Regions from separate parts of the Mus musculus genome. Here all the other regions are linked to region 5. A link is a contact called in public ChIA-PET, HiChIP or PLAC-seq and promoter capture Hi-C data. All regions are on one chromosome and are shown on one strand. Each heading gives the region's core, a stretch centred on a gene start, on an enhancer-like site or on the middle of the called end of the contact. The rest is flanking DNA. Distances are from core to core; before and after follow the strand shown.

Region 1 (5,507 bases), core at 1,472-3,971, 590 kb after region 5:
CAGCAAAACAATCTTCATGCTAAAATAAAGCTTATTATGTCTTTCGGCCTGATGGCCAAGGAAATAAGAGAAAAAGTGACAAGCTAAAAAGAGGAGCCCAGCGGCACACATGCCAGCACTCAGGAAGCACAGTGGGCAAAGCTCTATAAGCTCCAGGCCAACCCGGCTGCACAGCAGCTCCAGACCAGCCAGAGCTGCACAGTGAGACCCCTCTCAACAAACAAACAAACACACCACAGCCAAACCAAACAAAGCAAGAGCTGGAAAGACCTCACTGGCTACAAGGGCACCTCTCTCTCTTCCAGCACCCAGGTCAGTGGCTCACAACTTCCAGAACTCCAGCTCCAAGCAGGCCAATGCTTCTAGCCTCTGGCAACCTGCACTCAAGTGCACATGCCCACATACACACACATCATTAGAGATGAAATAAAAAGGCATGCCAGGCTACGGAAGCCTAAAAGAACTAGAGTGGTACAGTATCATCTGGACGGACTAGTCTCCACCCACAATGTAGTGTCCAGACAGTTCTCCACGGAGCCTCTCCTCTCCAGCCGTGTCACTGTGTTTAAGTGGAGGTGTAGGTTTGTTTCTGTCACATGTGTGACCTGCAGAGGGCAGGCAGGAGAGTGTACTGGATCCCTAACATCAGTTGTTGGTACTGGGAACCAAACTTGGGTCCTCTGCAAGAACTGCAAGCATTCCTGATCACTGAGCCATCTCTCCAGCCCCTAGCTCTATGTGTCTGCTTATGCTATAACTCTTTGGAACCTGAAATGCCTTCTCATCCATGACTTATTTCTTCAAGAGCACAATTAGAATCCATCTTTGCTAGCCAGGCACGTAAACAATATCAAACACACGATCAACCTCAGCATCTGGGAGACGGAGGCAGGAGGATCAGGAATCAAGGTAATCCTTGGCTACACTGCCCATTCTAGGCCAGCCTGAGCTACATGAGATGAACAAAAATCACAGAGGAATTAATCCTCTCTAGTAGCCTTATTCCACAGATACTGGCTCAGCTGAAATGCACCATGCCTCTGCTTCTTGTTTCTCATTCCCCTCCCAGACTTTTTTTTTTTTTTTTTTTTTTTTTTGACATGAGGAGGGGTCATCTGAGACTGAGTCTAGTCACCATCATCTAAATTATTCTCAAATTCTTCCTGTCTCTACCTCCCAGGTGCTGGGATTACAGTGTGCCCAGCAGTTTTTCGGGGTCTTTGGATAGAACTCAGATTTATCATCAAGGGATGATAGCTGCTTGTTGGATAAGCTCCATCGAGCTGAATTTGGAGAACTTCATTTTTAGGATAATAAACTGAAGGGATAAGAAGTGTCCAGAGGGGCTGGAGAGATGACTCAGTAGTTAAGAGCACTGGCTGCTCTTCCAGAGGCCTTGAGTTCAATTCCCAGCTACCACATGGTGACTCACAACCATCTGTACTGAGATCTGGTGCCCTCTTCTGATATGCAGGCATACATGCAGGTAGAACACTGTATGCACAATAAATAAATTTAAAAGAAGAAGAGGAGGAAGAAGAAAGAGGAGGAGGAGGAGGAAAAAAGGAGGAGGTGGAGGTGGTGGTATTCAGAGCCTACACAGAGCTGGCACCAGTGGTAGGCTTTATGAGGTGGTAGGCTGGGTGCAGGATCACCTCACATTTCCCACGGCTGGTCCAGGCAAGACTCGACTCATTTTACCTGTTCAGGGTCCGGTAGGCACCTTCCACGTTCCCCTCCTGAACCATCACTGTCCTGGCAATGAACTTCAGATGTTTAGCCATGGCCTCGTATTTAAATCTTCATTCTTCCGGGACTACAGACTGGACATCGAGCATGGAAACCAGAGACTCAATGTAAGAGAACAAAGCCCAACAGAGTCACAACTTACCATAGGTAGTTTTTATTTAATTTAGCAACAGAACCAGCTTGAGATCCACAGAACTGGGCTGGAGGAATTCTCCATATCTTAGTAAGTACAAGTAAGTCTGGAGAGATGGCTCAGTAGTTAAGAGGATCCAAGTTCGATTCCCAGTACCCACAGGGTGGCTCACAACACATACAGTCCCAGGGAATCCAACACCCTCTTCTGACCTCTGTGATGCACAGACATACATGCAAGTAAAACACTCACACACATAAAATATAAATAACTTTTTTTTTTAATGAAAAAGTACAAGCAAATTGTTAGCAACATTTCTTTCACTACGCAGTGATATGGCTTAGCAGGTAAAGGCGCTTGCCACCAAGCCTGATGACCCGAGTTAGAGCCCTGGATCCTTACGGTGGAAAGAGAGGACAGACTCCTGCAAGCTGTCCTGACTTTCGCCCCTCCCAACCCCCCGGTCACACCAAGAAATAATTAAAAGATAATTGCCGGGCAGTGGTGGCCCACGCCTTTTATCCCAGCACTTGAGAGGCAGAGGCAGGCGGAACTCTTGAGTTCGAGGCCAGCCTCGTCTACAGAGCCAGTTTCAGGGCAGCCAGGGCTACATAAAAACACTCTCGAAAAAGCAAAGCAAAGCAAACCAAAAAATAGGTTTCCGCTGAGAGTTAGAAAGAACTCTTCGTCCGCCTCTAGGCACCACGCGAAATCTTGCCCTCCCGCCATACTCGCTTTGCAGCTCAGTGAACCCCCCCACACCCCTCGAGCTCCCTACCTGGGGCCTCTGAATTCGGACTCCGGGTCTCTGCGGACCGGAAGCGGAAGCTACGGAGTCCCGCGACGGGAGGAAGCTACGCTGCAGGGCTCAGCCGACTGCAGCTCCGCTTACCGTCTGACCTTGCGAAGGTTCGGTGCTGAGCGCAGGCGCTGGACTTTCCGCCTGACAGTCAAAGGAACAGCGTCCTCACCTTCCTATGGAGGAGTCGCGGTCGTCGGGTCTGCGAGAAGGTCAGCCCGATCCGTAGCTCTAATCCTGTTAAACTTTTACTAGATTTGAGCGATTTCGTTTTCTGGATGGGAAATGGGAAGCGTCCTGAGAATATTTTCTATTTAAAAAGGACAGATCTGCTCACCGGGTGAAAAAAATGGCTCCACACCCCCTAATCTGCCTAAAAGTTAAGAAAAGAAATTACATACTGTGAGTTTCCCATTGCATCAGCTACCTAAGCCATTTCATTAAATAAAGTAGAATCAAAAAGAAACAAATGGGAAACGCCTGCAGAATTTTAAATCAAAATATTGTTGTTTTAATGCCAACTTTGCCATTTGTTGCCTTGTAAGATCTAGTAGAATTTTTTTTTCTTCCATACGTCTGGACAACCCTATGTGTATGTTATCCCCACATCTCCATATATGGTTATTTACATGGGTTTAGAAGTATCCATATACAGAAAAACCTACCCACAACACACACAGATGCACCCTCATCTGTTACTTCTTTAAGGGATTTGCTTTTATTTTGTGTGTGTGTACGTGTGCCTGCGTGTATGTATGTGCACCGTGTGCGTGCGTGCGTGCAGGAGCTCAAGAAGGATTGGAGAGGTGTTGGGGCCCTGGAACTGGAGTTAATAGGAGGCTCTGAGCTGCCATGTGGGTACTGGGAACAGAACCTGGGTTCTCTGCAAGAGCAATTAATTTTCTTAACCACCGGGCCATCTGGCCAGGTCATTATCAGTTAATAGGTATTCACACAAAATTTAAGCCTGCCTCGTAGTAAGCCAAATCCAAAGTCCCAAACTGAAGCTAGACACCTTTGTGCTTGTCAGCAAACCTAATTGAATGACTGTCCTCTGCTAAGCACTGCTGATACTATTCCAGTGTCTCTTGTACAACTGACAGTATGTAGACACAATTTTAGGCCCAGTCGCATATAATAAGTGCAAAATTAATTCTATGGACAGTACGTAATCCGTTAGAAAGGAGTTCTAGCTTCAGATTCTAAGCATCAGCAGACGTATGACTTTGAACAAGTTACTCAGACTAGGGGTCTGCACTTTTTGTCTAAATAAAAATATTGGAATACTACCATGTTTATTTGTTGATATTATACGGCTCTCTTGGGCTATAGTGGTAGACTTGGGTAGAAGAAATGGAGATCTGTGACCTACAAATACTTATAATCTAGATCTTGCTAAACATGAACTTTCAATCTGGCTTCTTATTTGTAAAATGATGCTAACATCTACTCTGTTGGTCTCACAAAATTGGTCATAAGAATCGAATGGGCTCACAGTCAGCTATTGGATGGATCACAGAGCCCCCAATGGAGGAGCTAGAGAAAGTACCCAAGGAGCTAAAGGGATCTGCAACCCTATAGGTGGAACAACAATATGAACTAACCAGTACCCCCAGAACTCGTGTCTCTACCTGCATATGTAGCAGAAGATGGCCTAGTCGGCCATCATTGGGAAGAGAGGCCCCTTGATATTGCAAACTTTATAAGCCCCAGTACAGGGGAACAGCAGGGCCAAGAAGTGGGAGTGGGTGGGTAGGGGAGTGGAGAGGGGAGGGTATGGGGAACTTTTGGGATAGCATTTGAAGTGTAAATGAAGAAAATACCTAATTAAAATATATATTTAAAAAAAGAATCGAATGGGATATAATGTAAGATAATTCATTAATTTTTGTTTTAATTTTAAGGTTTATTTTATTATTATATGTGTATGAGTATTTTGCTTACATGTATGTGTGTGCCTACATGTATGTGTATGTGTGTTATGTCTGTGCCTGGAGGTCAGAACAGAACACTGAATCCCTTGGGCCTGGAATTACAGATGGTTGAGAGCTACCATGTACATGCTGGGAATTGAACTTGGGTCTTCTGCTAGAGTAACAGGTGCTCTTAACTGCTGAGCCAACTCTTCTCCTCTTGTTATCATTTTCTTTTTTACTAGACTGAAAAAAAAGTTTTTATAAATGTATATGGGGGGTGTTGTCTACATGCATGTCTGATGTCCAGAAAAGCCTGAAGAGAGCATCAGATCCACTGGATCTGGATTTACAGATGTTGTAAGCCATCATATAGGTGCTGGGAATCTAACCTGGGTCCTCAGTAAGAGCTGTCAGTACTATCAACCTCTGAGCCTTCTGCCCAACTGCAATGCCCCTAAGTTTTAAGCCTAGATATCTAGAAAAATGTTGGCATCATATATTTCATCAACAGAAGAGGAGTCATTGTGTGTGTGTGTGTGTGTGTTTGTATGCATGTGTGTGCACTCGTGCAGGTGTATGCATGTGTACATGTGTACAAGAGCTCCCATAAAAGCTCATGTGTGGGGGCTGGTGAGATGGCTCAGTGGGTAAGAGCACCCGACTGCTCTTCCGAAGGTCCAGAGTTCAAATCCCAGCAACCACATGGTGGCTCATAACCACCCGTAACGAGATCTGATGCCCTCTTCTAGAGTGTCTGAAGACAGCTACAGTGTACTTACATATAATAAATAAATAAATCTTTAAAAAAAAGAATAATAATGATACATTTTTTTAAAAAAAGCTCATGTGTATGTGTCATAGCACATGTATGGAGGTCAGAGGACAACTTGCCAGAATTGTTCCCCTCCTG
Region 2 (5,488 bases), core at 1,825-4,324, 900 kb after region 5:
GGAATGTCTTAAGTAATTGCTAGACAGGGTGAGTGAGGAAAGCAGATGTTCAGTGAATGACGCTTAGATCTTAGTCCTAATTGCGTTCACATTCTCCATTCTTCCACTCTAACGTTTATGGTTCCTGCAAAGGCTTTGCTGGTGACCAGGATGAACACAGCAAGTGTTAAACTGTCAGAACATCTAACTTGGTCCGAATGTTCAGGAAGACTTCTTCGGAAAATAGTGATGTCTAGGTTTTTGGTCGGAAGATGGTCTTACTAGTCAGCCATGGTGGTGCATGCCTTTGACCCCGGCAGAGGCGGGCAGGTGGGTCTCTTGAGTTCAAGACCAGTCTGGCCTACATAGTTCCTAGGACAAGCCAGAGTTAAGAAGATGATCTAGCCTAATCCTAACCCAGAAGCCTTACCTGGTTCTCAACAGGCCTTGTCCTCCTGCCTGTCAATAGAATGTTGGAATTGGGAGGTTGCCATGCTCCTAGCTGGAGTTCTCTTGAAAGGTGGATCTAGCACTAAGGCTGTGTGAAGGCTGAGGTCAGAGCCAGGTTGGGCTGGAGGTTTTAGTGCTTTTCAGCTCTTTTTCATTGGTGACCATAAAAACCCTTCAAAACAGCTGGGCAGTGGTGGCGCATGCCTTTAATCCCAGCACTCGGGAGGCAGAGGCAGGTGGATTTCTGAGTTTGAGGCCAGCCTGGTCTACAGAGTGAGTTCCAGGACAGCCAGGGTTCTACAGAGAAACCCTGTCTCAAAACAACAACAACAAACAAACAAAACCCTTCAAAACAACCTTGAGGTAAGGGAGGATGCTGTGGGCTCTTTGCCCAGGAATATGAACTGCCCCAGGCATCCAGGTAGTGAAATTGACTAAGCAGGTGGAGGCAGACTTGGATTAGAGATGTAAATATGAGAGTCAACCCAACAGACAATAGCAAGGCTGTGAGGCTGGACAAGGAAATGTGTAAGTGGAAGCTGGGAATGCTCCACTCCTTAGGGAGCCTGACCTAACCTGAAGAAACCTGTGTTGTTGAACCTTGTCCAGGGGCGTGGGGAGGTGATGAAGTACTTGATTTAAGTCTTCCCTCAGAATTTAAAATAAACTTCGTATTTTCCCTTTTAATTTGCTTGCAGTCCTGGGGACTGAATCCTCTTTGTACTTTTCATTTTGATACAGGGTCTAAGATGCCCTTAAACTCATTCTGCAGCCCAGACAAGCATGGAACTTGTCTCAGCCTCCTGCTAGCTGGGACCACAGGCTTATGCTGCCCTTGGCTGATGGGTGATAGATTTCTGCAAAGCTAGGAAATAGTGCAGAGTGTGCAGAAGCACCTGAAAGAGAAGACACAGCTTCCCTCCAGCAAGGCCTGGCTAAACCTAAAATGGGGAATAATGTGTTTAAAAGATGTATTAAACCTTAAGAGGGTTCATCAATGAAAGTCTAGTAAAGGGCTAGTCCCTGGGGCCCATGTGGGCAGAGCTGTTCCAAGTACCATCCTGGAAAGAGTGCTCCAGCCAGCAGACTAAGAGTACTCCTAGAGCATTGGCAAAGCTTCCCCGCTCGTAGAGGTGGGGCAGAGAGTTGTTGCCAGGAGAGTTTTTGGAATCATTGGCCTCCTACTGGGGATGGCCAGATGCCATTAAAGATACAAGTTCTCTCATTCCGTTATGTCATTGGGTGACTTACACTGACATGGTCCTGACTTGGCTTAAGGGGGAGAGTGTACCGGACACAAAAATCTTCAGTCTAGGTGAGAGGTAACTTTTTAGGATAAATTAGTATCTATTATGACTTTCAGTTAATTGTGAACCTTACTGACCCATACATTTCCAAAATCCAGCATTGGGTCCTCCAAAACTTAGGCTCATATCCCTAGCATAGTAAATTCAGATGTCAAATGGCATCTGGGAAATCTCTGAGCACACAGGCTGCCAGCCTTCTGTATTCAGTATCTCCCAGCATCCTAGACCCACACTTAACCGAGCAGTCTCATGGTATTACAGCTAAAAAAGACGCCTCATCCAAAACACTCCATTTTCTAGACAAGAAGCCTGTTGGTTCACAGAGGCAGGGGACTTGGTCAAAACCAACGGTGGAAATCTGGGCTGTGCTTTGGTCAGTGCTTGTTCCAGACAATCCCAAGGTTTTATCTGGAGTAGACTGGTTCAGGTTGTACATCCTTGAAGTGCCTCTGGATCTGTCAGTCCAGGTTACCTGACAATAAAACAGAAAAGATTCAAGAAAAGGAGAACCCAAGCCAGTGTACGTACACACACACAAGAGGAGGTTGTTAATTGATAGGATGTATGTATGTATGTATGTATGTATGTATGTATGTATGTATGTATGTATTTTTGAGTCACTGGAGAGTGTGGTTAGAAAGGGAACTGTCCAGTTGATCAGACAAACTCCTCTAGCACCGCCTCTGCTACCAGCAATTGAATAGAAATGGGGAGGGGGAGGTCCTTGTACATAAACAGTCTGGACTGTTTTTGGAGGAGACAGATGACAGGGGCCCAGTTGTCACTGACTCTGACTATTGAGTACAGAAACCACACCTTGTTATCTCTGAGTCCTCTCACATAGCAAGGTGAACCTGGAGTCCAAGCTGTGGGTTTAGGAGAGGGTTTTTAATTCCAGGGAGCAGTGTGGAAGGGGAGGGAGCTGTTTTTAACGCAGCAAGAACTGCTGGGACTCCTGGGTTCTCTCATCCTAGCTTGGGTGCAAAGGAAGGGGCTACCTCATTCATCACCTGTCTATTTCCTCCACTTACTCCCCTAACCACTGCTAGTGTCTTTAATTCCTGGCATCTTTTGCTAGGGAGGAAGGGGCTGAGAAAGACTGTCATTTCCAGCTGTCACCCTGACAGTCCCCTCCAGTTCCTTCATCTTTTCTTCCTGTGTCCTAAGTCCCCCCCCCCCCCCCCCCGCCCCATCATCTTTTCTTTCGCCACCCCCACCCCCCACAATGGTCTCTCCCGCTGCTCACTGGCGCGGGGGAGGGAGGGTCGGAGGCGGGGCCGGAGCGCGTGCGGGGGGCAGGTCTGCAGTGCCGCTTCCCCTGGTACCGGGAGGAGCAGTCGCCGCTGCCGCCTCAGCCCTGTGGCTGGACCCCCTCCCTCACCCGGGGACTCCCTGACCCGGGGAACCAAGCTCAGGTGAGACCCCTCTCCTCTCACCTCTACCCCGCCCCGGGCAGAAGCATCCTCGTCTAGCCTTGCAGCCATTTTATCTCTGATGCTTTGCTTATGGGGAGGGTGACTGTCCCCGCTGTAGGGGTGAGGGTGGTGGTGGGGGTGATGGTGGTTTGGGGAATGGGCCATTTATTTCAATTGCTTTGAGAATATACTTGAATAAATAAATATATATGTGCAATACACATATATGTATTTGTATGTATATACACACATACATACATATGCGAGGATTTTTTTTCTACCTTAGCTTAAAGTCCCCATTACATAAACCTGGTGAGGGGCTGTTAGGTAAGCTGAGGTTCCCTCAAACTCCATCCTCTCCTCACCTTGATGTACGTCCCTCCCCAACCCCCCTCTCCCCCCCCCCCACCCATGGTAAATGACCTTGGCTGGGGCCATAGAATGAGTACAGCCGCTCTTGCCTGGACTTGGGTGGGTTAGGGGGTAGAGGAATCGGCTTGGTGAAGGATAGAAGGAATGAAACACTGGGCAGACAGACATGGGAAGCAACCAGGTGTTGGGGCTTGGCACTAGAGGCGCTTACTGAGGGGGTCAGGAGAGGGGCGCAGAAGGATGGTGGGAACCTGTCCAGCAGCAGGACCAGGGGTGGGAGCAGCCATGTAATCAGTTCCAGGGCCTCATGCCTGGTACCAGAGCTGAGGCTAGGTGGGGGTTGGGGGTCTCCGCAATCCTGGCAGAGGCGGTCCCTAAGCCTATGCATGTGAAACATTTTCTCTACATCCCTGGCCTCTCCGTGAGCATTTCTCCGTGAGCATTTCTCCGTGTACATTCTCAGCTGACACCTCCCCACCCCCCCAAACTGGATGCTCCCATCTTCCAAACCCAGGGGTAGATTGTAGGGGTGAGGCTCAGTCTTGTCAGTCTTGCGGAGGGGTAAGAGGGTCAGTTATCAAGCTGTGATGTGGGGGTGGGGGGCACTCTGGAATCTTCTCTGCCCCTTGTCCTTTTCAGTGGGAATCTTCTGATCAATGACTGCTTCTTCATGACCTTGTCACTTCTTAATGACCTGGCATGGGATGGGATGGAAACCTGGGTGGCCTCCAAAGCAGGGGCTTTGATTAGGGGGCCCGTCTGGACCTGAGCAGTTTACTTGAAAGGTTTGCTTACGAAGCCCTTTCCACATGCCCTTTCCACCTTCTGCAGAAAATTATGGACATGTTTCTTCCGGTCAGGTGAAGCCAGTCAGCCTTAAAGGACTTGGTAAATCCCAGTCTGGTCTCCTTTAACTCCACCTCTCCCAGTGCTGTCTCTCTTCCTCAGGCTCAGCCACTCTTGTGCTGCTCTGCAGGCTAAATATAGCACGACTTCCTCACCAGCTCAAAGAATTTGTCTTCTTTCTCTCCCTCCTGGGCTTGGTGGCCCTGGGGGGGCACTGGCTGTTGAGCCACTGTGTGCTGTTGTGGCTGGGGAGCCTTTCCTACCCCCACAGCTGAGGGGAAACAATGTCAACAGGCATGGGAAACAGCTCCTGGTGGGTCCAAATCTTCCTTCAGGGTTTGAAGAGGGATCATGGTTGGGAAAGAGAGCCGAGGTACACAAATTGCCTTGGCGCTGGGGATGCTATTCCCTGAACCATGAAGAAAAGGTGACATCGAGGCCACTGTTCCTGGTCACTGTTGTCCACTGCTTACATCTTTCCTTGCCAGTGTATCTTTCTGAATGACAAGGCATTATTTACCCTTTTCCACTAGTGTGTGTGTGTGTGTGTGTGTGTGTGTGTGTGTGTGTGTGACTGGTCAAGCCTTTGACTGGGTGGGAGCAGAGGAGATTATTTTAGGGGAATGATATTGCTCTTAACCCAGGCTTGTGTCCTCTGTTGCCCGGAAGGAGGTTATCCAATGCCTCCCTTTGGGGGATGTCTTATTTTGGGGGGGGGGGAGGTCCCCTTCATTCTCCACCAGCTGCCTACGCACTGCACTGCGGTATTTATGGACTCCTTTTTCATTGACTCCTGAAGAACCAGAGGGATTAAAGGAGATTAGGAAGGGAGACCCTGGAAGAATAGAACAACTATAGACCTTAGACTCTCACTGGGAACGTGATCGCAACCAGTCATTTCTAGTCCTACCCCACAGGCAAAAGGGGAGTTCTAGATGTGACATTCTGAAGGAAGGGGATGGCAGCTGGTTGCCTTTCCTCTTAGCTCATGGTCTTCCTTCTTGTCCCTTCTACCTAAGCTTCAAGTCTCCCTTTTGGGTCCTTATCCTGTTAGTTTACAAAGGATATACCTAATTCCAGCTCTTGAAGTTAGTTTAAACCCAGACAAAGTTCTGATGC
Region 3 (5,575 bases), core at 2,120-4,619, 780 kb after region 5:
TACCATGTCAAACTCACTTTATAATATTAAGGACTGTTTTTAACAATTAATCCAAGTCTAGTATTACTTCTTTATAAGGCCAGATAAAAAGGTCAAAATATGATAATGAACTAAGTCATCTCTAAGACCCCTCTTGATGACCAAAATTTCATGTCTGAAAGCTACAAATGTGAAAAAACAAAATCCCCACATTAATTTAGCAACTATTTCTTAAAACATCTTTTGTGTAGCAAGCACTGTGGGAACACAGTGGGATGGACAACCAGATACAACTGCTGCTATCATGGGGCGTATTGTGGTAGGTGGGCTCGGTATCAATCACAAAAACCATGGAACTTGGCCAAATGAGTATCACATGCCTGCGATCCTAGAATTCAGGAGGCAGAGGTGGGGGTGCTGGGGAAATACCACAAAACTGCAGCCAGCTAGGACTACACAGTGAAACCCTGTGGAAGGACAAACACCTTCAACTGAGACCAGTGACAGAGAGGAAGGCGGGGCTGTTCCTAAGAGAGATGGCTGAATGTCCGTCCAGTAAGCCCAGGGAAGACTTGCTTGAGGAAGTAAAGAAGTTCCAGGCAGAGGGTGGAGTCTGTGCAAAGGCCACGTGGCACAGTAAAACATGAGACTGTAAGTGGATTGAAGGCTAGTGTAGCGGTGAAGAGGGGCAAAAAGGCTCAAAAAATGATAGGAACTGGACCACGATGTACTCTGCAGTCAACAAGGAAGGGATCTGTTTTTACCATGGAAGTGAGCAGTCATTCGGTGATTTTGTGACAAAATCTGGTTTGCATCTGGCAAAGTGCCCAATACACACGCATGATGAAGGCACACTGGAGTTGACAAACATGAAGGTGGGACAAGAGGAAATAAAGCCAGACATGGTAGCAGACACTTACAACACTAGCACTCCGTGTCAGAGGCAGGATTGCCACAAACTTATGGACAGCTTGATTTTTAGCATGAGTCCCAGGTCAGCTAGGCCTGTTTCAAACCAAAAAGATAGAATACTAAAAAAATAAGAAATAGAAAAGGTTTTTGTTGTTTGTTCGTTTGTTTAAAACAAACAAGGGTGTCAGAGAGAGGAGATGGCTCAGTGGGTAAACCTGATGGGACTCAAAAGGGAGGCAAGAACCAGCTCCTGCAAGGTGCTCTCCATCCTCCACACGGCGCAGCCTTTGGCACACCCCACCCCCACCTCAGCTACACAGTTTTCGTGTAAAGAGGGCACTGAAGCCAGATTTGCAAGTTGATGTACAAAAGCTAAAAAATGGCATATGAATTTTTAGAGGAAGTAAACAGATAAAGGACAGGAATAAATATGTAGAGGAATGATAACAAAAGGCCCAGTTGGCTATAATACAGGACGAGAATTGGAACACAGGAATGTTAAATATGTAAAGAAAGACCAAACTGGCCAAAAGAGGGCCTTTTCATGCTAGACCACTGGGATTAACGGAAGGAGTCAGACTGAGCCACTATAGCAATCACGGAGTGACCGCTCACTGACTTTTATGATAAAGACAGATTTGTTCCTGAGGACAGGTGGAACTAAAATGAGAAAGGCTCACGACAGTAAGAGCTGTAGGAAAGAGATGTGACGGTGGTGTTCAGCACGAGGTACCAGGTCAAGCCAGCACTAAAGTGACTTAGGTTCCCAGAGTTAGTGGCTTTGGGAATAGCTATTATTCTAAAAGATCTCTAGAAGGAAAACCTGGCTGTGAGGGGGTGAACTGAGGCATGGAAAGGAGAGAAGAAAGGTCACAACTCTGACAAAACAGGATAATTATGATGCCACAAATGATGGTAACACAAATTTATTTTGCCTTCTTAACGCTTTCGGATCAGTACTCTGCATTTGCCCACAGAGACGGCAGCTCAGTGTGTGTAGTACCTTTGTGGGTCGAAGGAAACAAATTGCTTTTAGGTGTTTCATGATCTCTCGATTTTGAGAATCAATTCGTTCGAAGAGGTATACTTCCTTCTGAAGAATCTCTGACTGTGTGTAGACCATACTCACTATACCAGTCTGTAAAGCAAAAGAACGAACTAAGATTATACTAGTCCGGACTAGTAAAAACATGCATCAATAGTTAAGCCTTTTGCCACTAATATTTGAGTAGGTAATTTAAATTCTAATATACAGAATAATATTTACCTAATATCCAAAACAGGCTGTAATGTGTTAGAATGAAAACCTACCACTCTCTCTGAACATGAACAACTCAGAAACTTCTAAAGAGGATCTTCACCATTCCTTTACAATTCCTTTTTTAAAGTTGTGGTCAACAAATAGCCTGTTATTTCAGCTGAACCCCAACAATTTACTTTTAAAAACAACGTTGAGTAAAGTCTTCCCTGTGTCGCCAGTAACAATTTCTTTGCAGACACTCTTTCAGGTGTAAGAAGTCTCTTGGCACCAGTTAGAGCTGGTTAGACTGCACACCCACTGGGAAAGCATTCTACAACTTTCCCAGTGCCAGACAGACTTGATCATCGTCATCAGTGAAATGCTAAGTTCTACAGCGGAACGGGGCCAGCAATTCTAAAGGAAGGGAGAGCTTCCTTTATAAATACTGAGCAAAAGCAAACTCACCGTTTCTTTATCCATGAGAAGTACCTTCATGCCCGGCCCGCTGTCCTCTATCATTTTGGAAATATACTGCTTCACAGCAAAGACCACATTCATGGTGGCGAATTGACAGGTGCCCCACAGCCCTTCCCACCCACTTTCCTGGCTGAATTAACCTCAGGCCTGTTGGGTCTCAGCTGCTTCCGGTCGCCAAAGCCTCGGCTTCCGGGAGTCCGGGTAGCTCCGATACTGGGAATTGTAGTTCCTCCGTGGAGTCCGGGACTCAGACTCAGCAGCTAAGCGACGGTGCCATTCCCGACGCTTCTCGGTAGGGAGTGGAAGGCAGCCTGTTTCCCCGAACCCGCGCTGTGCTGGCTTCTGGTCCTGAGTAGGGAAGCGCTTGGCGCACCGCGGGATACAGCTCTCTCGGACACTGTTTGCTGAGCATCTTTTCTGAAGCCCTCGCACGTCATCGTAGCACTGGGCAGGCTGGGGCAGCGGGGTCCCAGGTCTGTACTGCATAGCAAGTTCTCTGATAGCCCAGGCTAGGTTACAGAGGCAGCCCCGGTTTTCTAAAGTATCCAAACAAAGTAGCATCAAGAGACGGCATTTTGTATTTGGTAGGTCATAGAATGAGACTCAACTGGGTTTCCTAAAGAGAGAAGGGGAGCTGAAATTCATCACGTTTGTTGAATGAAGAAACAATGGGAACGCTATTTAGAGATGTTGTAGACCTTAGAGACCCCAGGAAGGCGCGGAGCTTCCACCCGCCCCCTACTCAGGACCGCTGGGACTGCGAGCTCGCGGCGCCCAAAGTACTGAATTTGGTTGGCTTTCAGGGACGCCGGGTTTCCAGGGCCCCTGCAATGGGCGGGGACAGTTAATTCATTGGGGCCGGAACAAAACCAACTTGAGAATTTAAAGGTAAACACATTTTTAATCTAAGAAGCAAGAACAATTAGCAATCAACTGGATCTTAAAGCTTCAGTTTCCAAAAAATTCAACAGATGACACACTATTATCACACTTCGGATCAAGGTGTTTTGTTCCTCACCTTCTTACAATAGAGAACTGTACAACCAGGAAGACAAATAACTGCAACAAATCATTGGCTATTAGTGCTTCAAATATTTACACCAAAATAATGACGTGTGTGAGATGTGAAACTGCAAAGGATCACCAGAGGTGAGAAGGAGATTTTAAGAGAGGGAGACCCGGATAGACATAGTATTGGAATACAAGGGAATGAATACAAGGAGCACAAAACAGACAGACTATTTAGTAGAGGAAGGGGACCAGGGAGCTTTAGGAACCGCGGGGTTAGGGGTAGAGGGGCTGGAGGCAGGAAAAAAAGGAAACACATTAGAATGAGATATTATTGTCATGTGTATAAATGCCATTATGAGACTCATTGAGAATGCTAATTTAAAAAATTAATTTAAAATCAACACAGCACCACTAAATACTAGTTTTTTCAACATACTGTAAGAAATATGCGGTTAAATAGAATAGAAGAACTTAATCGGGTTATGCAAATTATGCGAAGTTTCCAAATCCCTTGAGGAAGACTAGAAGTCACTTGAAATACAGGTATTTGTCACTTCTAAAATTGTGAAAATGTGTTCTTTTCAGTTTTCCAGTCAATAAATAAACCAGTAAATAAAACTTCCCATTGGGCACAGTACAGGTTTTGAGACTTTCTTTCTTCTTCCTTTTTGTTTGAATAAGGCTTTGCAATGTAACACGGGCTGACTTTGAACGCGTGACCCCTCAGTGTCTGCAGTGCTGGAGTTACTGGTGTGCATATGTTTTGACAGAAGCCTTAAAGCTTTATATTAAACGAGTCAGTGGGATATTAACTACACACAAATGAGATCTAATGTTATATACAATCCTGTTTTATCAGCAAAAAAGTTCATATATTATAGAAAACTGACTCATCAAAGAAAATAAAATTTACCCACAAATCTAGCAAGTTACTGGTATCTGAAAAATCACCATCACCCATGTTGCTTGGATTCTATTTCCTTACCTGGACTGTAATATAGTATGTCATATTTTTTCAACTTTCTGTATCTTAAAAAGAACAAGCCAGCAGTGGTGTCACACACCTTTAATCCCAGCACTCAGGAGGCAGAGACAGGCAGATCTCTGAGTTTGAGGCCAGCGGGGTCTACAGAGTGAGTTCCAGGACAGCAAGGGCTCTGTTACAGAGAGAAACCCTGTCTCAAAAAATAAAACAAACTGAACAAGAGACGAGGAGTAGAACAATGATTGTCCTTGAAATGGTGCCTTGTCAGATTACAATTGTAAGAAATGAGTGGAGAGAGTCCTTTTAGTTATTTGTATTCAGACAGATATGACTTTTTGAAAAAGAAAATACCTACTTTGACAAGCTTAAAATGTCTGACAATACCAAGTGTTGGAGACAGTGTGAGACAAGAATTCACAGGTTACCAACGCAAGAATCAAAGAGCCTTTTTTTTTAATAGAAATGTGGAATTATCTTTAAAAGCTAGTGAAACATAAAACCCTTATGCTTGTGGGTTCAAATTTCCTGCCCCTTGGTATTCTTGTACAGTAGAGCATCATTCCCACACTTTTAACCCAGAAGTGGCCATGCAGGGCCACTGGGCCCCCATTGCCTCTGAGCTGCTTCAGTTGTCAGCTTTCCCAGTGTCCCCTGTGTGTGGCCATGAGAGAAATTTCATGCTCTAAAAAACTCTCACATGTTTATGAAGCATGCACACAGATGCTCTAACAGAGTCACTGAGAGTCGTAAGATAAAGTTGTAAACAATCTGAGTGTCCATCACTCAAAGAATGAATACATAATATCTACAATAAGTAATAACTTTGAAATTAACTACTGTATTTGGTGTGGGATGAGTTAGAACTTAAAGCTTCCTTGGATAAAAACAGAGTACTGGGAATAAAAGCAGCTCATGCCTTTTTAAATAGTGTACTACCAGACTGTAAAAATAGCATATTGCTAAAACCTCAG
Region 4 (5,594 bases), core at 724-3,223, 540 kb after region 5:
TGGCATGTGGCAGATACATAATATGTGAGTCTTTGAAGGTGACAGATATTGCAGATTCTAGTTTAACCTCTTGGCAAGAAGTAAACAAACAAACAAAAAATCTGACAATAATAAATAAAGACTAAGCCGGGTGTGGTGGCGCACGCCTTTGATCCCAGCACTCGGGAGGCAGAGGCAGGTGGATTTCTGAGTTCGAGGCCAGCCTGGTCTACAGAGTGAGTTCCAGGACAGCCAGGGCTATACAGAGAAACCCTGTCTCAAAAGACCAAAATGATAATAATAATAATAATAAAAAAGACTAGCTAATCCTGTCCTTTCTCTCGAATATCCTTCTCAACAGTATATTTCAAAGAACCACAGAACAACTGTCTTAAATACAAAAGATTTTAAATTTGGGGCCTATAATTTTGAAGTTTTATCCACTTGTTCACTAACAAGTAAACTCAAAAAATATTATAGAAGCGAAGACAGACATGGAATAAGAAAACTGTTAACTGAGTACCACTGGCAAGAGGCTATATAGATAGGAAGCAAACAACTTGAATAAATATGTATGGAGTTGGGGTTATAATTGCTTAAAATTTACTGGGTAGAACAAGCTGGCCTCAAACTTTCAGCAATCCTCCTGCCTCAGCCTCTGAAACGACATGGGCCACCACGCCCAGTTTAACAATTCATATTTTAGAAGACCTCTTTTCTGTATTAAAGCAGTGTTGTGGGGAGAACCACACAGGTTGAAAAAAAAAAGTATACTTGAGATGGGGGTTATATCTAAAACAGATAAATATATTTTAAAATTCACATTTCCCATTTTGATTGCCTATGCAAACAAACTCAATTCTGTAAAGTGTGCTTCAGGAGATTAAAAAGTGGCCGGATATATTTTATACTTCGGTACCAATGATGATTACAGTCTCGCAGTTGTGTCTCGTCAGTATCCCGTGGTCTGTATTTTAGTGTTGCAAACACAGGTAAAAGGAAAACAGGTGGTCGCCTCACAGCTCTGTAGAGTTCCTATTGCTTCACATTCATCCAGGGAAAGCCTCCTTAAAACACACGCCAAGTTTCACCCACAGTCATCAAGAGAAGGCCCCTTTCTAGACATATCCCAAGTTTCACGTCGGCGGAAAACACTGCCTGGTCTAACATATTTCAGGGAAGTGGACAGCTTAAACCATGGCTTGACTAGCCAACAGGAAACCCAGAGATCATTAACACGTCAAGGCCTGTAAGAAATAAACGGACGCGACCATTTCCGTGAAGGTTCAGGATAATCAACAACACACCTTCCAGGGCTCGGAAGGAAACGCGAAAATCTCTACGGGTCTAGGCCCAACGGCCCAAGGTCACGCCAAATGTGAGGCTGAAAAATTCCAAGCAATGAGCCCCCTGCAGAGCAGGGCAACCGTGCCTAGGATGGAGTCTGGGCTAGGGAACACTCGCGCCCGATCTTTAATGTGAACCCCAACTGAATGCAGCAGCTCGGTGGGCAAACCCCAGAGTGTTTTGGGGGCCGCATTTTCTCCATCTCTCCAGCCTCCCCCTTCCTAGTCGCCCCCACACTCACATCTCCGGAGCCACTTCATCCAATGGTAGACGATTGTACTGTGGTGTTTCTTGTTTTCTATACACCAGGACGACAAGCCTTGAATGGATTCCATGGTGTTGGTCACCGACTGGAATTTTCGATCCAACGAAGACTCCAGGGCCCCTGCGGACGAGGCCGACGAGGAGGAGGCCTTACTGCTGCCTCCGCCGCCGCCGGCCGCCATCTTCCCCGGTTTGCACAAGCGCCTCTGGTCCTCTGGCGGCGGCGGCGGCGGCGGCGGCGGGAGCGGGCAAAACAATCAGTGCGAGTGCGTGAAAGCAGCAGGAGGGGAGGGCGGCCAGGGGGTGGGGACGCTGCACGCGCTAGGCTCCTCTGGCGGCAGGAGGGCTAGCTGCTGGGCGCGCTGGCGGCTCCCACACGCTGCGAGGAGGGGCCGCGGCCGCGGAGGACTGTCAGTATGGCTCGGGGGTGGTGTTTAAACCGGGAGTCGGGAGACGACTACGGAGGAGACAGAACCTGCGACGGCGCCGACAACTAAGGCTTTTAGCCTCTACGCTCCTCAACTCTTAAGGCCCTTCCCTCATCCCGTTGGCCAAATTCCGGTGAGCCCAGGGCGGCCTTGGTACCGAAGACGAAACGCTACTCCGCCGTCCCTTCGGCTGCAGAGAGCTTTGCCTTTAGATTTTCTACCACAGGAAAGGCCCAAAGCTACCTAGGCAGAAAATTTTCTTTCTTTTTTTTTTTTTCTTTTCTTTTTTTTTTTTTTCTTTTTTCTTTTTTTTTTTTTTTTTTGCAACGCAATAGCAGCAATAGACCAGCAGAAGAAATGCGCACGCGCACGGAAGCCCCGCCCCTCCGCTTCCTCCTCAATCTTGAGCACGGGGGCCGAGGGGGCGTGATGGCGCTGCGATTCGACCAATCAGGGAAGGGGGTCGGAGAAGCGCGTCGGGACCTGAAGGCGGAGGAGGCGCTGCGTCTCTCTGTGCGCCTGCGCGTTAGGTCTGCGCCTAGCGGGTTGGGAGGAAAACCTGGGGAGGCAGGATTGAGGCGCTCCGGAGCCTAGGACGTTACTAGACCCCAGTTCAGTGCTCGGCCCTGCTTTTGGCTTCATGGCGGGGTTGCTCCCTGGGAGCCTTTAATTCACACTAGGATGGGAAATGCCCACCGTTCTGTGGCTACTGTTTTTGACAGCTGCAGCTGCGTTCCCTGCCACCCCGCCATCGGGGACCTACACGCGACAAAATGGCTGGCACGTCTTGCGGAGTGGGGGAAGACGCGCATGCGTCAGGCCCTGTTAGCTGTTCTCTAGGCACTCCTTGACTAACCTATGCTACACGCCCGACTGCGATGACACCGTTCACAGCCAGCCGACCGACTGCATTCTAGAAAGAGGGAATAAAAGTTAAACGAAAATTTCTCTGAAAAGTCTTCGAAGCGAGGAAAGAGTAATTGACAAGGTGTGGCTTCTTTGCTAGGTAGTAACATCACAATTTCGTAATGCGTTATAGGTTTGTTTTTGTTTTTTCGAGACAAGGTTTTTCTGTGTAGCCCTGGCCGTCCTGGAACTCACTCTGTAGACCAGGCTGGCCTCGAACTCAGAAATCCACCTGCCTCTGCCTCCCAAGTGCTGGGATTAAAGACGTGCACCACCACTGCCCTGTGCGTTACAGTTTACAAGAGTCTTGAGTATTGTGTTTATTAGCACAGCCTCAAATTAACCATTATGGGCTGGAGAGATGGCTCAGCACGTAGGAGCACTGACTGCTCTTCCAAAGGTCCTGAGTTAAAATCCCAGCAACCACATGGTGGCTCACAATCATCCTTAATAAGATCTGACGCCCTCTCTGGTGTGTCTGAAGACAGCTACAGTGTACTTAGATATAATAATAAAGAAAATCTTTTTAAAAAATTAACCATTACATTCTCATCTGCCTGTGTGAATCTTTTGAGAAGATTGGACGTTCATGTATTCCTATTGAACACAGGAACTTCATTTTAATTATGCCAACTCAACGGAAAGGTTTTTGAGGCAAGGAGCCTGTTTCATCATTTAAAATTAATATCTCTGTGCCAAGAACTGTTTTAGGATTAGGGAAATGATGGCAAAGCAGACAAAAATTACTCCGCCTTGATTTGGTATCAGGACCAAACCACAAGCATGTGTCAGGGAGTAAGGAGTCATAAAGAGGTATGGAGTAAGATTAAAGGAGAAAGACTGTGTATATGAATAATGGTGTGATCCAGTTTTTAAAAAGAGATTGAGAAAAAAGCAACCAAGCACATATGAGGGGAGGGAAGAAGAGCTGGCAAAAGAACACCAAGTGCTGAGTCCCTAAACCAGGACTGTTGAAACATTTTAGAGGAAGAAGAAGGAAGCCAGTGTGACTGGCAGAGGATGAGAAAGCCACTAAGATAAGAGACAGAAGAGGTGAGAAGCAAAGAGGGCTCATGTAGGGCATTGAAAGCCACTGTACTGACTTTGGGTTTGTTTTTGTTTCTTTTGAGCTAAAGTTTCTCTGTGTAGCCCTGGCTATCCTGAAACTTGCTCTGTAGAGTCTGGCCTCCAATTCAGGAGATCCTATCTCCTTGCCTTCCAAGTGCTGAGGTGGGTTTTTTGTTGTTGTTGTTTGTTTGTTTGTTTTGGTTTTCCGAGACAGGGTTTCTCTGTGCAGTCTTGGCTGTCCTGGAACTCTGTAGACCAGGCTGGCCTTGAACTCGGAAATCCACCTGCCTCTGTCTCCCAAGCGCTGAAATTAAAGGTGTGAGCCACTACTGCCCTGCCAAAGTGCTGAGATTTAAAAGCCTGTCTGCACTTTGGATTCTCTTTCTTTCTTCCAAGCTTTGATTTTTATTACTTATAAAAAGCTGCATATTTATTTTGCTTTCTGACTCTGTACTTGTGCTTTCACCACAATTTTCTGCTCCTCAATAAGGAAAGCCAGCTTGATCCTGTTCCAGACACACTTAGCTCACACACGGAATCACCATAGACAGAGGTCCTAAAATTCAGTTTCCAACAACCACATGAAGGCTCACAGCCATCTGTATAGCTACAGTGTACTCATATACATATTTATTAATAAATCTTGTTTTAAATTTTACAACACTTTTAAAGACCTTAATGATCCTACAATCAAGTTCTCATTCTCTGCAATGAACATTCTGATGAGCTGAATGGAAGTTTGGTATTCCAAATAGAAAAGAGCTGTGGAAAGAAGGAACAACTAACAGCAGATTGTTTTCAAGTTATTTTCCTTCCAAGGTTAAAAGCAGGACTTCCTTATCATACCAGCTGAAAATGACCTGCTTGGAGATTTCACTCTTACCTCTTTACTGGTTTCTTGGGAGATTAAAATAAACAAGTTTCACTTGATCACGTAGGCCTTTAATGTGACTCCATTTTGATTTGGTTGAGCAATAGCCAGCCTTCGGTAAATTCTAACCATCTTTAAATGAAACAGTAAGCAAACTCTTTTAATGGGGGGGGGGATCATTTTTGGGGCAGGTATGTCTGTCTATGTCTGTGTTCATTTACTCTTACATGCAAGGGGAGGACTTCACAGATCTTGCTGTTTTATCCCTTGTTGTTTTGCCTGTGGCCAGCAAGCTCCAGCCATCCTCCTATCTCTACCCTATAGAAGCTGGGCTTCTGGATTTAGACTCTAGCTGCCACACCTGGCTCGCCTTTTTTCTTTTTTTTTTTTTTTTTTCTTCCCAAAGAAATAGTCTAATTGTGCTGGGCAGTGGTGGTGCATGCCTTTAATCCCAGCACTTGGAAGGCAGAGGCAGGCGGATTTCTGAGTTGCAGCCTGGGCTACAGAGAGTTCCAGGACAGCCAGGACTACAGAGAAACCCTGTCTCGAAAAACAAAACAAGCAAAAACAAACAAACAAACAAACAAACAAAGAAAAGTCTCACTGTGTAGTCTTGCCTGGCTTGGAAGTGTGTAAACCTGGGCTGGGCTTTAAAGAGAAACACGCACCTCACATTTCATGAACGATGGGATTTACTGAATGCTTTGCCACTGCCATTTGTGGTCTTAAGC
Region 5 (5,500 bases), core at 1,670-4,169:
AGCTAATAAGCCTTTTGCCTCAACCAACCCAGAGCTGATTACAGATTAGCAGGTCCATGCCTGGCCTGATATTCTTCAAAAGGAAATTTTTAGTGTAGCTGGCATCAAGTTGAACCTCACCCTAAATTCAAATTAAGAATATTCGTCCGGGGCCTAGCAAACACAGAAGTGGATGCTCACAGTCAGCTATTGGATGGGTCACACGGCCCCCAATGGAGGAGCTAGAGAAATTACCCAAGGAGCTAAAGGGAACTGCAACCCTATAGGTGGAACAACAATATGAACTAACCAGTACCCGGGAGCTCTTGTCTTTAGCTGCATATGTATCAAAAGATGGCCTAGTCGGCCATCACTGCAAAGAGAGGCCCATTGGACTTGCAAACTTTATATTCCCCTGTACGGCGAACGCCAGGGCCAAAAAGAGGGAGTGGTGGGTAGGGGATTGGGGGGGTGGGTATGGGGGACCTTTGGGATAGCATTGAAAATGTAATACCTAATTAAAAAAAAAAAAAGAATATTCGTTTATCCACGAAGCTGGATCTCCAGCAGAATTAGGGGACTTTCAGGGTTTGTTAAAGAATAGAGTCTATTGCCCAGAGGATTGTTTTGTTCTGTTTCTGTCGTTGTGGGTTTTTTGTTTTTTGGGTTTTTTTTCTCCCAGTCCAGACCTGGCCTGAACTGAAGTCTCAGCCTCCTCTGAGTTGGAACTAGAGGCCTGTGGCTACCATACCGAGCTAAGTTATTTGAAAGGAAGATGCCTATCTGTTTCTTCAGGGGCAGAGAAACTTACAGCAGGGGGCCAGGTGACTTGGAGCCTTTAAAGGGAAGAGCGACCTAATGCCACACAGCCTGTCAACACAGCTGGGCGAGTCCAGCTGGTTCAGGAAGCACCAAAAATAAGCTACAAAGAATTCAGGGCCGTGCTTATGGTTTAGATTCCAAACACACTTTGTGTTTATCCCTTACCAAGGAGGCGGTATTTTTACGTGTGTGTGTGTGTGTGTGTGTGTGTGTGTGTGTGTGTGTATGCGCACGCGCCTGCATTAACACTAAAGGAGAACACTGGAAGCAAAGGAATGTAAGTTGTGGGTCAACATATATGCCTGATGAATTATTCTGTATATTTGGCATAAAAACAAAGATTTAAAGTAAAACACCACGACCGCCTCTACCTAGGAGGGAAAAAAAAAAAAGGCAAACCGCCATTCAGAGGCAATAAAGCGGTGCACCCAGTGCCCTCCACTCCCAGAGGTTCACCTGGACCCAGTGGGCTGAAGCCCGCTTGCGGGAGGGAAACTGAGAGGGGCGGGGAGAAGGGAGAGACACACCTCGCCGGGCGAGGCTGGCGGCCGCCGCACAGGTTCTGCCGAAGGACCCGACTCAAGCAAACCAAGAGACTCCTTTCTCCGGGCTCTCCCGCCTATGGCCGAAGGGCTTGGTCCTCTAGCTCCCCCGCGTCCATCTCTGTGATCCCTCCACACCGACCGTCCGGGCTCCCCAGATCCCACACCTTCGTCCTTCCCAGACCCCACGCTGCATTCCTTTCGGTCACGGACTGGGACCCGTTACCTGCAAAGCGGCTCGACAGTCCTGCAGGTAGTCCTCCATGGTAAAGCCCGAGGTGTGCCGTTGCCCCTCAGCCAGGAGAGGTAACCCGGCAGAATGTACCCCGCCCTAGACCTAGGGTCTAGAGCCGAGAGTCAGGGGGCGGGACTCGAACCCGCCACTAAAGGGTTCGGCCTCCGAACCCCAGGAGGAAGTGCGTAATCCGGCACTCCGGGAGTCCGGCGTTGCCCCGCCCCCCAGCGGCAGAGGCTGGGTTCTGAGCCCAAAGACTCATGGGACGTCAAGGAGGAGTATGGTATATCGCGGTGCCTCCTGGGAAATGTAGTCCAGCAGCTCGTGTTTGTCCTCAAGTGAGCAGTTTTCGGAGGGCTATGACATGCAAATTGTGTATGTGTCACAATAACTCGCCTTTATGGCATCTGAACTTGCAGATAGGACTAAGTATAGTACCTTTCCATATATTACACCGAAAATCTGTTCGAGATTGATGTAAATTAATCTCTCAATTTTTTTTAAAATACAAATTCTTTCTATCTAGCCCAACCTGTCTGGAATTTGTAATCTTTCTCCTCAGTTTCCTGAATACTGGATTCACAGGCCTGGTTTGGTTAGGACTTTAAATTACAACATTGCTGTACATATTATTTATTAAAATAGCTTCCCTGGTTAGGTGTTTTTTCTTTCTTTTTTTTAAATTCTCCCCTTTACCAAACTGACAAATCGTGATCAATGTGTTTGTTCACGATAGGAAAACATTACCATAATGTTTGACTTGTTTTCTTAAAACCTACTGTCGTGCCAACTCTTCCTCCTTCTTCATAGCCTTTCTTCTACAGCCTGAGCAAATACTCCTCATTCATGGGCTGTTGCAACCGTGACTTTGCTTCCTGGGTCTCTGTTGCAACAGTTCTCTCGGCTTTCCGAGTTGCTTGAAGCCTTATCCTTTGGCCGTCACATCAATAGAGTTTAGAGGAGCCTTCAGAACCTAAGGCTGGGTTCCAACATCCCTTAACTGCCACTTGCGTGTCCCAGGGCAGACTACTTGGGGGGAAAATGTCCCTTCATCATAACATGTTCCCTCATTTTTTAATCTATCCCCAGATCGTCCTGCTTCTCGGGGAGGTGAGAAGAGGCAGAAGAGCGTCTTCCTCGCCCCCGACCAGGTACACAGCTGAACCAGTTTCATTCCTAGCCTTTCAAAAAAAGCATACGGGGAAGAAGGGAAGCCTTGGGAAAGAGCTCAGGGGCTCCAGAAAACCAGGAGTGGGAATTTTCTTTCTTATTGAACGAGTACATATGCAAACACAACGCCCTTCCGCCCTGCTTTCTTGGCTCCAGAGCAGAGGGCTGCGGCGGGCATCCAGGGAGGTCTAATCAACAGCCGCTGTCCCGCCCTGCTCCTCCGGGCTCTGCCAGGCCGCTTGCTTTTCCCGGTTCTCACCAGAGAGGCACACGCGCTCCGTCCCTTCCAGCGGCAGGCGGAGGGAAGAGAAAGGGTCTGTTGTTTTTCTCTCTTCCTTTCTGCGGCTCACCGGGCTGCTGACCGGCTCAGACAGCCCTGATGGAAATCCTCGGTAGCTGAGCAGGCCCCTCCTCCTCCTCCTCCTCTAGGGACCGCGTCCTTGGCTAATTTGTCTTTGTCCGGACAGGGGGAAAAGAGGGACAGAGAGAAGAAAAAGAAAAACCACAAACTTCCTTTGAAAGCCAGTTTGTAGGCACGGCCTGGAGCGCACGCCGGAGGCTCGGTGACTCGGGAATCCTGAAGACTCTGGGAAGCCAGGCGGGACCGCCTGCGCTGTGCCTTGCTTGTCCTCGGCCCCGACCCTGCTCCAGCGTCCCCCGTATTGGGCGTGTGTCCGGAAGTGGCAGCGACCCAGGCTGGACGCCGCGAGAGTAAACCCGTGTCAAGCCGTGTAAGCTCTGGGGCTGACAGCTGGGAGGCGGCTGGCGCAGTCGGCGCCCCTCAACGATGTCCCCACCTCCCGCGTAGAACCGCCAGAGTTGAGTCCTCTCCCAGTGCCGGAACCTCATCTACCTCTTTGAGGTAAAAACTTTTGTTTTCAAACTATCTTCACCTCGTCTCGCAGCTCTCCCTACCCTCTCTGGGCGAAGTTGACACCTGATGTCCCATCTGTGGTCTCTTAAGTCTGGGTCGCTTACAGGATCCCAGGCACCCGGAGCAGTAAGAGATGGAGCAGTAAAAGAGATGCGGTCTTCAATTTCCCCCTTATAAACCCAAACCCTCTCTCTCCCTCTCCTAGAGAGCCAGAATTACAGGGCTTGCTGTATTCTAGAGGAATCTCAAAGCATGTTGGCATGAAGAATTGCATTTGGTTGGAAAGATTGGGTAATACCAGTTAAAGACGTAGGGAGAAGAGTCCTGAGGGTGGGTGAAGTCTTTAAGGATATACCTATTTCATATGCTTTTCCCACTCTGTGAATAGTATCTGCTGCTGACTAGGAAAGGACCAGAGATTTGACTCCCTGTGGGTCACCATAGGTAATTCCAGGAAGAGGAGGTGTAGATTTGGACTGAGGAAAGAAGAGGAGGGACAGGGCCATAACCCCTGTTTGTTTGGGTCCCCCTCCCCTCATGCTTTCCTCTGGCCTTGCAGGGTGCAGCCCTGTTGCTCTTCCTGCCCTGACACTGGAGCTGTCCTCATTCACTGAGCCCCCACTCCCTCCCATGGTTCTTGTAGCTCCTCTCTTTGGTCGACTAGCTTTCCCAACCCCCACTTAATTATTGATCATTTCTAGCCTTGGGCAGAAAATGAGCTGTGCTTGTCTTTAGGCTTTTTAATATTTCCCAGACATGGCCTCTGTTTCAAGGTTGACTCTAAGTGCCATGGGAGGGAAAGAGATGTGGAGAAAGAGGGGTGGAAGGCCTCCAGGTAATCTTTGCTACTCTAAGTCTAAATTAACAAAATATGAATTACCTGAAGCTAGCAGAAGTTATATTTGAATCAGGAGAATGATCAATTTACTGTATTTATGTTATTTCAGGAACTTTGATGTTTCTCTGTAGCCCAGGCCGACCTCGAGGTTCTCCGGCCTCAAGGCCCCCTGAGTAATGGGGATGGGAAGGCCTGGAACACCACACCCAGCTGACGCTCCTCAAGGCCTTTTCATAGTCTCCAAGCCTTGAAGGTTTACAAGAAGAAAGCAGGCAACCAGATACGCCTGTCTCTGCCCACAAGGGCTGGCATTAAAGATGTGTGCCGCCATGCCCAGTGATCCCAGTTTAAAAGAAAAAGACAAGATTCCGATTGATGCACTATCTCCTGGCTTTCTCTCTGTTCCGGGGCTGGAGATCAAACCCAGGACCTTGCGTGTGTTAAGCACATGCCCTTCTGCTAGGCTGTACCCCCGAACGGTCCTCATTTGTGTCCTGTCAGTGTGTAGGGAGGGGAGTAAGGAGACTGAAGGGAGATATTTCAGAGGCAGGAACTGCTTTTACTATCTGCAGGCCTATCTAGACCTCATTTGATGCCAAGTGCTGATTAACTGCAAGTTAAACAGGTCCAGTGTTCACATCCAAAATGATCTGTATGGGAGCCATAAAGAGCACGTGTGCCAACAGGTTGTGAGGCTTGGACCCAGAGCATTGCATATATCAGGCAAGGCTCCACTACTGAACTATATACCTCCAGCTCTTTTTTTATTTTAAGATATGGTCTCACAAAGATCCTCCTGCCTCAGCCTCTTAGTAGCTAAAATAACAGGTCTTTGTCATTATATACAACTAGTGGAGATATACATCTATGTTTGTGAGTGCTTGTTTTTGTGTATGTACACCATGTGTGCTCATTGCCCACGGAAGCCAGGAGACGGTCGGTCGCAGCTTTCCTGGAACTTGAGTTACAGTTTCTTGTAAACCCCTCTGTGGATGCTGGACTTGAATCTTGATCCTTTGTGCCTTAACCTCTTGAGCCTC

What was found. Promoter capture Hi-C pulls out the DNA fragments that hold promoters and counts their contacts. ChIA-PET counts read pairs in DNA pulled down with a chosen protein or histone mark. HiChIP or PLAC-seq counts read pairs in DNA pulled down with a chosen protein or histone mark.
Region 1: a contact with region 5 is called in a promoter capture Hi-C map of liver, with 6 times the contacts expected there. The contact joins the promoter of Mrps21 here to the promoter of Mindy1 in region 5. A contact is called at or near these places in 7 of 39 promoter capture datasets (embryonic stem cells, fetal liver, hippocampal neurons and 2 more), 1 of 484 Hi-C or Micro-C datasets (B cells), 5 of 115 datasets of contacts at active chromatin or transcription factors (astrocytes, bone marrow-derived macrophages, craniofacial prominence and 2 more) and 3 of 9 other capture datasets (adipose tissue, liver and pancreatic islet).
Region 2: an H3K4me3 HiChIP or PLAC-seq map of forebrain shows a contact between it and region 5, with 5 times the contacts expected there. The contact joins the promoter of Sv2a here to the promoter of Mindy1 in region 5. A contact is called at or near these places in 3 of 115 datasets of contacts at active chromatin or transcription factors (forebrain, microglia and pancreatic cancer cells) and 2 of 9 other capture datasets (liver and pancreatic islet).
Region 3: a promoter capture Hi-C map of erythroid cells shows a contact between it and region 5, with 2.9 times the contacts expected there. The contact joins the promoter of Vps45 here to the promoter of Mindy1 in region 5. A contact is called at or near these places in 4 of 39 promoter capture datasets (erythroid cells, hippocampal neurons, liver and 1 more), 3 of 115 datasets of contacts at active chromatin or transcription factors (bone marrow-derived macrophages and microglia) and 3 of 9 other capture datasets (adipose tissue, liver and pancreatic islet).
Region 4: a contact with region 5 is called in an RNA polymerase II ChIA-PET map of memory CD8 T cells, with 283 read pairs. The contact joins the promoter of Rprd2 here to the promoter of Mindy1 in region 5. A contact is called at or near these places in 1 of 39 promoter capture datasets (erythroid cells), 4 of 484 Hi-C or Micro-C datasets (B cells, embryonic stem cells, muscle stem cells and 1 more), 17 of 115 datasets of contacts at active chromatin or transcription factors (T-cell acute lymphoblastic leukemia, astrocytes, cardiomyocytes and 13 more) and 3 of 9 other capture datasets (adipose tissue, liver and macrophages).

The regions. Positions count from the first base shown.
Region 1 is chr3:95,868,793-95,874,299 of GRCm38.p6, forward strand. Mrps21 (mitochondrial ribosomal protein S21) reads right to left here and starts at 2,722. Exons shown (of 3, transcript NM_001355759.1): 1 at 2,661-2,722; 2 at 1,702-1,823. The coding sequence starts at 1,784. C920021L13Rik (RIKEN cDNA C920021L13 gene) reads left to right here and starts at 2,730. Exons shown (of 4, transcript NR_040446.1): 1 at 2,730-2,893.
Region 2 is chr3:96,178,153-96,183,640 of GRCm38.p6, forward strand. Sv2a (synaptic vesicle glycoprotein 2 a) reads left to right here and starts at 3,075. Exons shown (of 13, transcript NM_022030.3): 1 at 3,075-3,151.
Region 3 is chr3:96,055,086-96,060,660 of GRCm38.p6, forward strand. Vps45 (vacuolar protein sorting 45) reads right to left here and starts at 3,370. Exons shown (of 15, transcript NM_013841.3): 1 at 2,597-3,370; 2 at 1,895-2,029. The coding sequence starts at 2,689.
Region 4 is chr3:95,816,980-95,822,573 of GRCm38.p6, forward strand. It overlaps Rprd2 (regulation of nuclear pre-mRNA domain containing 2), which reads right to left and starts at 1,974. Exons shown (of 11, transcript NM_001368178.1): 1 at 1,568-1,974. The coding sequence starts at 1,772. Gm29948 (a long non-coding RNA gene) reads left to right here and starts at 1,901. Exons shown (of 2, transcript XR_375854.4): 1 at 1,901-2,151; 2 at 2,741-4,922.
Region 5 is chr3:95,280,016-95,285,515 of GRCm38.p6, forward strand. It overlaps Mindy1 (MINDY lysine 48 deubiquitinase 1), which reads left to right and starts at 2,920. Exons shown (of 10, transcript NM_199475.1): 1 at 2,920-3,610. Prune1 (prune exopolyphosphatase) reads right to left here and starts at 2,061. Exons shown (of 8, transcript NM_173347.2): 1 at 1,570-2,061. The coding sequence starts at 1,608.